Linked DNA regions of Sus scrofa: region 1 is linked to region 2. The links are chromatin contacts, called in public Hi-C maps. All regions are on one chromosome and are shown on one strand. Each heading gives the region's core, a stretch centred on a gene start, on an enhancer-like site or on the middle of the called end of the contact. The rest is flanking DNA. Distances are from core to core; before and after follow the strand shown. Region 1 has its middle 290 kb from the start of MID1IP1. Region 2 holds the start of MID1IP1 (MID1 interacting protein 1).

Evidence for each region. Hi-C and Micro-C count contacts between places; a contact is called where the count stands out from the background.
Region 1: a Hi-C map of liver shows a contact between it and region 2, with 3 times the contacts expected there. The contact joins the enhancer-like site here to the promoter of MID1IP1 in region 2. A contact is called at or near these places in 1 of 5 promoter capture datasets (liver), 6 of 47 Hi-C or Micro-C datasets (embryonic fibroblasts, fetal heart ventricle, heart right ventricle and 2 more) and 2 of 2 datasets of contacts at active chromatin or transcription factors (alveolar macrophages and skeletal muscle).

What each region holds. Positions count from the first base shown.
Region 1 is chrX:35,050,596-35,055,304 of Sscrofa11.1, reverse strand. No RefSeq gene overlaps it. Among named protein-coding and RNA genes, the nearest start is that of MID1IP1, 290 kb to the right of the region's middle. Within about 2 kb of position 2,569, at least 4 of the 83 cell types and tissues checked have an H3K27ac peak or open chromatin away from gene starts, as enhancers often do. A contact at or near this core is called in liver, where this site is marked.
Region 2 is chrX:34,762,652-34,767,722 of Sscrofa11.1, reverse strand. It overlaps MID1IP1 (MID1 interacting protein 1), which reads right to left and starts at 3,176. Exons shown (of 1, transcript NM_001256365.1): 1 at 2,628-3,176. The coding sequence starts at 3,176. The coding sequence ends at 2,628. It overlaps LOC106506941 (a long non-coding RNA gene), which reads left to right. Exons shown (of 3, transcript XR_002340636.1): 3 at 1-2,098.

The DNA.
Region 1 (4,709 bases), core at 1,320-3,819, 290 kb before region 2:
CCATATATTATCATATTCATTATCCTATTTTCTTCACGTTTCTCATTAATTTTTTTCTGAGGTGATATATTAATATGAAATTCTAAATCGCATTAAGGAGACCATGAGCCCAACTCGTTCTCCTCACCCTAAGTCCACCTTTCTCTTCTCCTCTTTCCATCCATCATCCTCACTGCCCCTCTTCTTCTCCCACCCAGCGGAGGGTAAGTCGGAAGCTGGTAAGCAGCTGATGGGGGCAGTCAGATTGGAGGGGGGAGCATCAAAGTGCTGCTTTGCCAGTGGGCTGCTCACCCTGGCCCCTTCCCTAGGACCCCTTGATCAGATCAGGACTCTGATGCTCCTTGGGGAAGAAGCTGCCTTGCAGCCCAACTCCCCTTAGTGGGTGTAAAACCTACTCCCCCAGCCTCGCATGCAAGAGGGAAAGAATCAGGCTCATTACAGATATTATCATGCAGCACTTCATATTTCAAAGAGCTTTATAACCGCTAATTAGTTATTGCCAGAGAATATGGAAATGGCACCTTGCTGGAATCCCAAAGACAGGAGGCCAGACTTCCGCAGCACTGCCTGGCCCGGCCTGCCCCCGGGGCCCGGGGATTCAGGAAGCGCGGCGACCCCAGGGCAGAAGGCACAGGAGGCTTTTAGTCCTGGCCAGTGTGGTTCTGAGTGGATGCTCCCGGGGTTAGCAGACTGCATTCTGTCTGCTTAGGAAGAACCCAGAGACAGGCTACTGCTTCAGGTGATAAAAGAAAACATGCAGCTGAAAATTAAAACAGCAGTCTCAGCCAGAAGAGGCAATGAAGCATATGTCCTTCCCACTGAGCTGAGTTCGATTCCCGATCCGATGAAGAATGGGCCTGGGGTGCACACTCAGGGGATGCCTGCATGCACAGCAATAGCGAGCTCGCTCCGGAAGCCTCCTGAAGATCGCAAGGGCACACGGGGGTCCTGATGAGGGTCAGAAGCCCCCTGTCCCTATTCTTTTCAGCTAAGGAATTGCAACCACAGGCCTTGAATGGATGACAAGGGTGTCTCCCCCTGCTACCCAGGCCTGTTTCTATCCCATCCCCATCCCATCTAACTCCACTTTCAAAAACACTTCTCCAAGAAGGTTCCGATCTACAGTCTGCAGCCCCCTCCAGAGAAAGGAGGGATGAGGAGCAGCCTCGTTCACCCTGGATAACCTCGAGCTCATTTGAATTTCATTATAAATCCACTCACAAGCTGGAATCAGCAGGGGCCTCAAGGAGGCGGGCCCTGGCCAGGCTGACTCAGCCTTCTTGGAGGGACGCTGTCTTGGATGAGAGGGGAGGATGCAGAGAGCACTTTTCTTTAAGACTTCATCCCTCATCTTTCCTGCAAATGGGATGGGGAGGCACTGCGTGAAAAACAACAACAACAAAAAAACTCTGAGCAGGGGCAGCCAAAGCTTTCCTTCTAGTGGAGTTCCCCTTGTGGCTCAGTGGAAATGAAACTGACTAATATCCATGAGGATGCAGGTTTGATCCCTGGTCCTGCCCAGTGGATTAAGGATCTGGCGTGGCTGTGGCTGTGGTGTAGGCCAGCAACTACAGCTCCAATTGGACCCCTAGCCTGGCAACTTCCATATGCTGTGGGTGTGGCCCTAAAAAAAAAAAAATGTTTCCTTTCCTTCTAGCAAAGCTTGGCCACCACTGAGGTCAGATCGGGATGGGACAAAGGCTCAGGAAACCCTCTGGTTTACAGAAATTCTGCCAGGCGGCAGCATGGAAGGCTCCTGGGTCACTCCAGCTCCCAGGGAGTGATCAGAAATCTGAAACACAGGTGCCCCCAGCTTTCCTCTCTTCCTGGTAATGGGACACACAGAGGCCACTCAGTGGCCTTATCATTATACTTCCCTAATAACTCCAGTGCGTGTGCGAAAGCAGAGTGAAGAAGAAGGGATGGAGATGCAGTCTGCTGGGACTGGGTCTCAACCTACGTCTTCTAAAAGCATGTGTCTCTGATATCCAAGACTCTGCATCGGAGCGAGGTGTTTTGCACTTGCTGGAGGGTTCCCTATCAGAAGCTGTCTGTTCTTAGCACATAACTGTGCTGTGAAAGAGATGGATGTGCCCCTGGACCTAATTTCTCAGCACTCCAGCAGGAGAGGAGGCACCTCGCCCTCGCCTGCATTGCAGATGGCAGCCCTCGTAATGAGAAAGCACTGAGGTCCAGCCTGTTTGGCAGGGACGGGCAGGGGTTGGGGCGGGGGCAGGGGTGGGGGTTGGACTGCACCCAGAGGTTTCCCAAGGCCTTTGGCAACAAGCACTTATGCAATCTGGGTCCTCCTAGGACAGGACAACCGGCCCCTCCTGCCTCTCCTTCCTCTCTTAGTTTCTGGCTGAGGCAACAGGCTGGGAGGTCCTAGGCAAAGTCTTCCTGCAGAGCTTAAACTGCCTGGCCTCCTAACACCCCCTCCACTCCCCTGAGATCCCAGAAACTGAAGGTGGCTGCCTTGGTTGGGAGGTGGGGATCCTTAGGCCAAATTGGCCTCTCCCTTCCTCCTGCTACCCAGAACTGCCATGAGGTTGCCCAATCCGGGCCTTCCTTTTCAGTCCGGCCCCCTTTGGACACTCCAAGCGAATAAAATATGCTTCCACTGCAAAGGCCACCCAGAGCCTTGTCTCTCAGCTCTCTGCGGGCAGCTGGGAGATGGGCCCCATGAAGCTGGGGTGTGCACCCCCGGGCTTTTAGCCACCTGCGTGGCTTGAGGACAGAGTGCTGGAGGAGCCTGCAGAAGAACTCTTTTCCTGACCTGTTCGAATCGACTCTGCTCGTGGGACAGATACTGCTGAGTGTGCAGACACACACCCAGTCCAGATACGCTCCCCCTGACTCAGGCCCCCACGCTCACACACGCCTCTGGAGGTGTCCTCAGCCCTGTGACCCCTCCAGCTTTAGATGTGCATTCTATTACAGCTGGCTAACCACTGGGACCGGGAGTGATGCCGGAGCGAAGGGAATAGGACCATTCCCTCCGCCATTCCAACTGCTCCCCCTCTGGGCAGAGGGAGCAATCCCATTCCGGTCCTTAGTTGGGCATCCCAACTAAGGGCAGGTGGCAGGTGGAAGGTGAGCTTTTGGCAAATCCGAAGAAAGGGAGCTGAAGGAGCAGGAAAGGCGAGGAGGAGCTGTGGAGGAGGGCTGGGGGAGACACAGCGCCCCTGTTGAGGGGTGACAAATTGGAGTGGGAGGTGCTTGGAGGCTGACCTCAGAGCTCTTCTCTCACCCCAGCGGGAGGGCACCACAATGTAGGGAAAGTAGAGGTTTGGGAGTCAGGAAACTTCCTGCCTGACCTTTGACCAGGAGGTCACTTCACCTCACCAAGTCTCAGTTTTCCTACCTCTAAAGCAGGGATGATGACATTTGTCCTTTAGAGGTGCTGGCAGGAGGAGCAATAATGTTTCTCAAGAGCCTGGAACAGAGGTAGGCCTCAGCAAATGGCTGCTATTATCACAGCGCCTAAATGAGAAGGGATCTTGGAAGGTGTCAGTTCTGGGCCCCATTCGCAGGGGACCATACAGGACCCATGGTGATGTGCTGCCTTCTTTTATGGCAAAGCCATGCCCCTCAGGACCCATTCCAGATATCCAGTCACCCAGGCAATGGTGGGAAGAGTGGCAGTGGTTATAGGTTACCTGTCACCCGCAGGGACGGAGTGCTGGGGAGGGCAGCGTATAAGGTTAATGGTGCTTTGGGCAGCTCCAGAACACGCTCCAAGGGAAGAAGAAATGCACGATTTTCCCCTGCCCCTGGGGAAATAGTTTTCCCATGGCTTGAGGTTTGGCCAGAACCACCAGCGGGACCAGAGACACAGGAAGCCACAGACACGCAGACCATCAACACAAGGAAAAGGCAGAGAGAAACTCCCAGCTTTGGGACCATTCTCATCTATTCTCTGAGCCCCTGGGGCGTCTTGATCAGCAGCACAACACTGCACAGGGAAGCTGTCAGTTTTGTGTTGAAGGACCCAGATTCCACTGGCAGACCTCCTGTGTTTGAATTCTAGCTCTACAACTTAGCACCCCTGTGACAATTTCAGTGTGCCTCTGTTTCCTTCCCTGTCAAATGGGAAGACTGCATGATGCCACATACAGGGTAAGCGCTCTTGCAATGTCGGCTTTAGCGATTCTACTCCTTGCCCAGCTGCCCAGCATTGGGAACATCTCTCTGGAGGAGGGCGGGTCAACTAGGGCTTTGCTGCTGATGCAAAGGGCGCGGAGGTGCGGCCGATGCGCGGAGTAGCCCGCAGCACCGTTTACTTTTAGCTTCTTGCGGCCGCAGGGATCCACAGCGCTCGTCGCTTAGCCATTCTCTGGGCCGCTGCCTGGCAGCAGGTTGCTCCCCGAGTCAGGATACACAGATTCCCTCCCGCTGAGCTTTCGCTCAGCTCCCTGCCTGCGCCCTCTCCCGAGCTCGACTGCCACGCCGAGGCGGATCCAGGTACCGCCCCCAAGTCGGCCGGAGCTGCGAGAAAGCCCCGCGTGCCCGCGAGCCGAACACCGTCCGGGGACTCGGGGCTGCCAGGGGCCTCCCTTCCCGCTTCCCTCCTCCAGCGGGCGGGGCGGGCGCCCGTGCCCCGGAGCTGAGACGCTGCTGCCGTCTCCGGAACAGCGCCCAGCGGGCCTCGCGCCCGGGTCTGGATGATCCGCCCGGGGCTGAGAGGGACAGACTTTGGCTCTTCTAAG
Region 2 (5,071 bases), core at 1,927-4,426:
TTATATATAAAAATACTCTCGCATGAATATTTTATGATTTACGGTTTAGTTTTGCTGTCAACATCTACCTTTCTGTATTCTTTAAACAAGAATGTTCTGAAAACAACTTGCAGTTAACATGTCATGGAATTCTTGCTATCGACTGCCCACACTGTGACTATTTGATTTCAATTCAGGTTTTGCGAAAGGAAATAGTTTACCTGTGGTTTCATGTATGTGATTGAAATCATACTTGTCCTTATATGAACTTGTCCTAAGCTTCATACATTCCTGGAGAAAGGCAAGGAGGGAGATAAAGATATGAAGCAGCATTTAGAGAGCAGGAGAACCTATAATGCCCTTCAGTGGTGGCTACAGAACTGTCTAAGCCACAGACATTCTACATCCCATCTCTCATGCTTGCTGCAGCTCCGTGAAGTAAGCCTCATGGTTATTATTAGGCCTAATTTCAAATGTGGAAACAAGCTTGGAGAGTTAAATACTCACAATAAGTAATAACAAAGACTTGAACACCCAACTTTCTGGCTCGAAGTCGTGGTGCTTCTTCCTATCGTGTGGCTTCTGTAGTTTCCTCTCTTTGTGTTTTTTGCTTGCACTTTGATATTTTCAAGGGGATATAAAGCAAGAGGCTGTATACCTTTCTTCTGCTGCTGCCTACCTTATCTTCGCACATTAACTATTAACTTTCTCTGGCAACGCAGGCACTAGCCTGGACACTTCCCCATTTTTTCACTGCTGCTAAACGCTGATAACGGAGTTGAGGTGCCCACAGTACAAAAACTTTCTGCTTTTTTTTAAACTGCAAAGTTGTATGTATTTTAAATTCAGGCTCTATGAGCATAGAGAATTTCTCATGATTTCAGGAAACGTTAAGTCGATCTGAAGCTTATTCCTCCCCTCCCCCAACAAATCATTAAATAAAGTACAGAGCACTGTGTTTCGCCTGTGGCACCATCCCAGGAAAGCATGGTAATAGCATCTAAGGAAGTGTTCCAAAGGGCCCTACTGCAGTCTTCCTGTGGATCTGTTGTCCACAGCTGCAGACTGGCTCCCTGGAAAACTGGAAGCATTGCTGGACACACCTTAGCAGAGTTTAGCACTCACTGGGAGCCAGTCAAATAGCCACAGCACATGTTATAACACTATAACATTTAAGTATCTCCTAAGACCAACTCCAAAGACTTGTAAATAAAGATCTGGAAGGTGTGGGCACTAGTATTACTGGTGTTTCTCTTCTTGTTCTTCTCGGAGCCAAGTAAAATGTCTGCCTTTAAGTTTTTAGGCCTCAAAACTCATTTTTGCTTGAACCTCTTAAAAAATTCAAAAAGTCAATTAGGCACTAATAAGCTGGTCAAGTTGGTTGGAAGCTGTAATATATGTACCTTCCTAAATACTTCTGAATATTTACGAGCTTTTTCGTGGGGTGTACAGGGTTACTTGGAAATATTAGAAATAAAAACCTTGGAAGTAAATCTTGTTGGTAGCTTCTTCCCAAATAAAACTGAACACTTAACAGGGATGATTATCCACCACTTTGAAATACCAGAGAAAAAGACTTTTGCTTAAAAAAAAAATTATTTTTATTTAACTACTAAGCCATCCATCCACTGGCAGATGAGAAAGCAATAAACTTGTCGAGTTTCGTTAACACATTTGCTCTTTTTTTATTTTTTAGAATATAGTCTACATCTGGATTAAAAAAGTTTTAAATAAATTTAAGACATATAACAACTGGAACCCTTCATCATTCCATATACAACACGGATAGAATGTCAGCTGGTTCCATTTCTGATAAGTCCACTTTCTCATAATAATGTTATTATTTTCACTGGCTGGGTGGCAAGCTTCGTACAAGCTGGCCCAGGGCCAGCTTACACACACCGGGGTGGGGGTAGCGTGGAAGGGATGGAGTAGGGGTGCCACAGGACAACTATACAGTGTAACAGAAAATCATTAATAAAGTAGTACCGGTTACCGACAGACAGTGCTGTTTGTGCGCATATCACAATGGAATCGCCGAAGTTTCAGAGCAAGGAGGAGATTCGAAATACTTAAGACAGGGCCACTGTTACCAAAAAAAAAAAAAAAAAAAAAAAAGTGCAAACAGGAAAACTGATGCAATCCTAGCAACGCTGCGGCCTCCACCAGCCCAACGGCAGGGCGGCGGGAGGCTGCGCGCCCGCCCCGCCTTCCCCAGCGCCCAGCTCCGGGCGGCGCTCCCAAGTGTAGCAACCCAGCGCCGCGCCCTGGAATGGCCCTTTTCTCGGCCCTTCTCCTCCGGAAAGAACAGAATAGAAACTCCAGGAAAGGCACAGACTGAAGGCAGGGCGTCAACTCAGTCCCATTCCCAACAGAGTAGAACACAGCCCCCTCACCACCACCTCTCTGCGGGAGAAGGAAGTCATTGGGCACACCCGCCCCCCGCCACGTTTTGCCATCACTTTCCTCTCCCAAAAGAAGCCCCTTCCTCCCTCTAGCTCCGCCGCGTCCTCTGCACGTACGCAGCCCCCCAACTTTGCAGTCCGCCCAGCGCGCCCTACAGCCAGAAAGAAAATAGACTTGAAAGGGAGAGGGTGAGAAATGGGGGGGCGGGGGGAAGGGTGCTGGGCAGCCGCGGGCGACCCGCCTCAGTGCCCCCAATTGCTGAAGCCGATTTCCTGCTTGTATCTGTTGGTGAGGATGTTGGCCTTGCGCGTGAGTTTGGAGAGCACGGTGTGCAGCCCGCGCAGGTGGTAGTGGAACTGCTGTTCTAGGTCCTCCTCGCCGGCGTCCGCGCCCTCCAGGTGGCTCAGATCCACCAGGATGTCCTTGGACTTCCAGGCGCTCCCCTCCTCGCTCCCCGTTGGCTGCGGCTGGTGCAGGACTCCCCACTCGATGTCGTGGCGGATGGACTTGAGCAGCACGTAGTGGCTATACATGTCCCGGGAGGGCGCGAAAAAGCTGCCGTTGGCGCTGCCCGGGCCGGGGGCCGGGGGCGTGCGCTCCTCCAGGCAGCCGCCACTGCCGCCTACCTCCACGCCGACGTCGTTGTCCAGCCCGGGCTCGGCCAGGGGCACGTCGCGCAGCAGGCTGGGCACCATCACCGTCTGGTCCATGTTGTTCACGGCGCCGATGAAGCGATTCATGGCGTTAAAGAGAGAGTGCTTCTGGTTGTAGGTGTCGCAAATTTGCATCATGGTGGCCGGGCGGGCGCCGAAGCACTGGGACGTATGGGCACCGGATGGCCGGCCGGGGCGAGGGGCTGCCCGCCTTCACGCGCTCTGAGGCCCGCGCCGGGAGGCCTGACTATGGCTACAGAGGGTGCGGCGGGATTCCGGGCTCCTCCTCCGCCCTCTCCAACTCTCGTCTCGCTCGCAGCCCGACCCTGCGGGATGCGCGACTTCTCCTGGCTTTGGCGTCCGGAAGCTCGCGATATCGGCGCGTGGTCCGTGGGTCGAGCCCTGGCCTGGCTGGGAGACCGAAACGGAAGAGACTATTATTCACTCGGCTAGTGTGCCCGGCGTCCCTGCCCGCGCGCACCTCCCTGCCCGGTTATTGCTCGACTGGGACGGCGCCCGGGTGGCTCCCCCCAGCAGGGCTGTCCCGCCTCCTAGCCCGCCCGGGGCCGCGAAAAGAAGGAAGGGGTGCTCCCCACTCCCATCTCCCTCCGAAAAGCCTGAGTCCAAGCGCCACGCTGACCGGACAGAGGTGGGGCGGGGGTACGCACCTCCTAGGGGTCCTCGAGCGCCTCTGCTGCTGGGTAGCTCAGTGTTCCCGCTTCTGGCGGCTGCTGCCTGCGGGTGCTGTTGCGGTCAGTGGCCGGACTGTGACTGCGGGCGGTGGTGGTGGCGTCGGCCCCCTACCCATCCCAGGTGCTCAATTTATAGAGCCCCAGGAAAGGTGTCACCGGCGCTCAGGGCCACCCCCCGTGTCTCCTCCTCCCGCCTCCCCGGCTGCGTCGAGATAAAAGGCCCGAGCTGGGGATGACCGCGAGTAACACTCTCCGGGCCCTTTCTACAGCGGGGGCGGGGCGCGCCGGGCCAGCTCCGCCTCTCGCCTGATACCCGGGTGGAGGGAGGGCGCTGAGGCAGGGCAGGGCAGGGCAGAGCAGGGCAGAGCGGAGGAGGGATGGAGCTGCCGCACCCAGCCAGCGCCGAGCGCAGAGCCGGCCAGCTTGGGGCGGAGGTGGGGGGGGAGGCACTGCGAGGTTAAAGACGGCGCCGCTGGAGTGCGGGGGGTCGGATGGGCCTTCTTCACGCTCCCCGGGTGGGATTAACAAATTTCAGGAGCCTAAATGAGGCCCCCAACCCTGCATCTATACTGGCGGTGGCCCGGAAACTACGGATCCGGTTTATTAATAGCCGTCGGGGAAGAGGGACCCACAGCAGCAGCAACTCCATCCTGAGACTCTTACGTAAGAAGGATGGCTGGGCATGCCGGATGCACGTGGACGCGTGGTGCTCCCGCGGTGGCCCTGGCCTTGGCCAGCTGCTGGGGGAGGGGAGCCTCGGAGGCTTTTGCCTCCCTCCTGGCGAGGTCTTTCTCAATCTTTCCTGTAACAACCTTTGCCAGGGATGAAGAGTGACCCACCATCGGAGCTGCACATTTTCCCAAGAGATCAGATGTGGCCATGGGGAGAAGTAGCCAAATTCCTGACTTTTGTCCAAGTCCCGGTACCCAGATCTCAGGCCCTGTGGCCTTTTAGCTGCCAAAGGGCCAGGAAAGAGTGACAGTATGTAGGCCCGGTGTTGGGTGTCTGTAGTCATTTAACAGAAAAGCGGGGAGGTATCCAATATTTTTTCTGGGGTGGGGGGGGACGGAGTTTTGAAACATTCCTTTCCAAAAATAGTTCTTAAAACGCAAGGTCATATAATGGGGCCTAAACTATTTACCATACCGCTGGATTTAACTTTTAGGAGTCTTTAAATTTCACTTTGAGATTTCAAACCACAGTCTGTTTTCATTTTTACTTTACCATCTCACTTCCCATGCTATGTCCTTCATCTACCAGTCTTCTCCAGAAGTCCTACAGATAATTCAAGCTTCTAATTTTGAAACTCGTTTTTCTAAAATCTTTCAGGGGTGCTTTTAT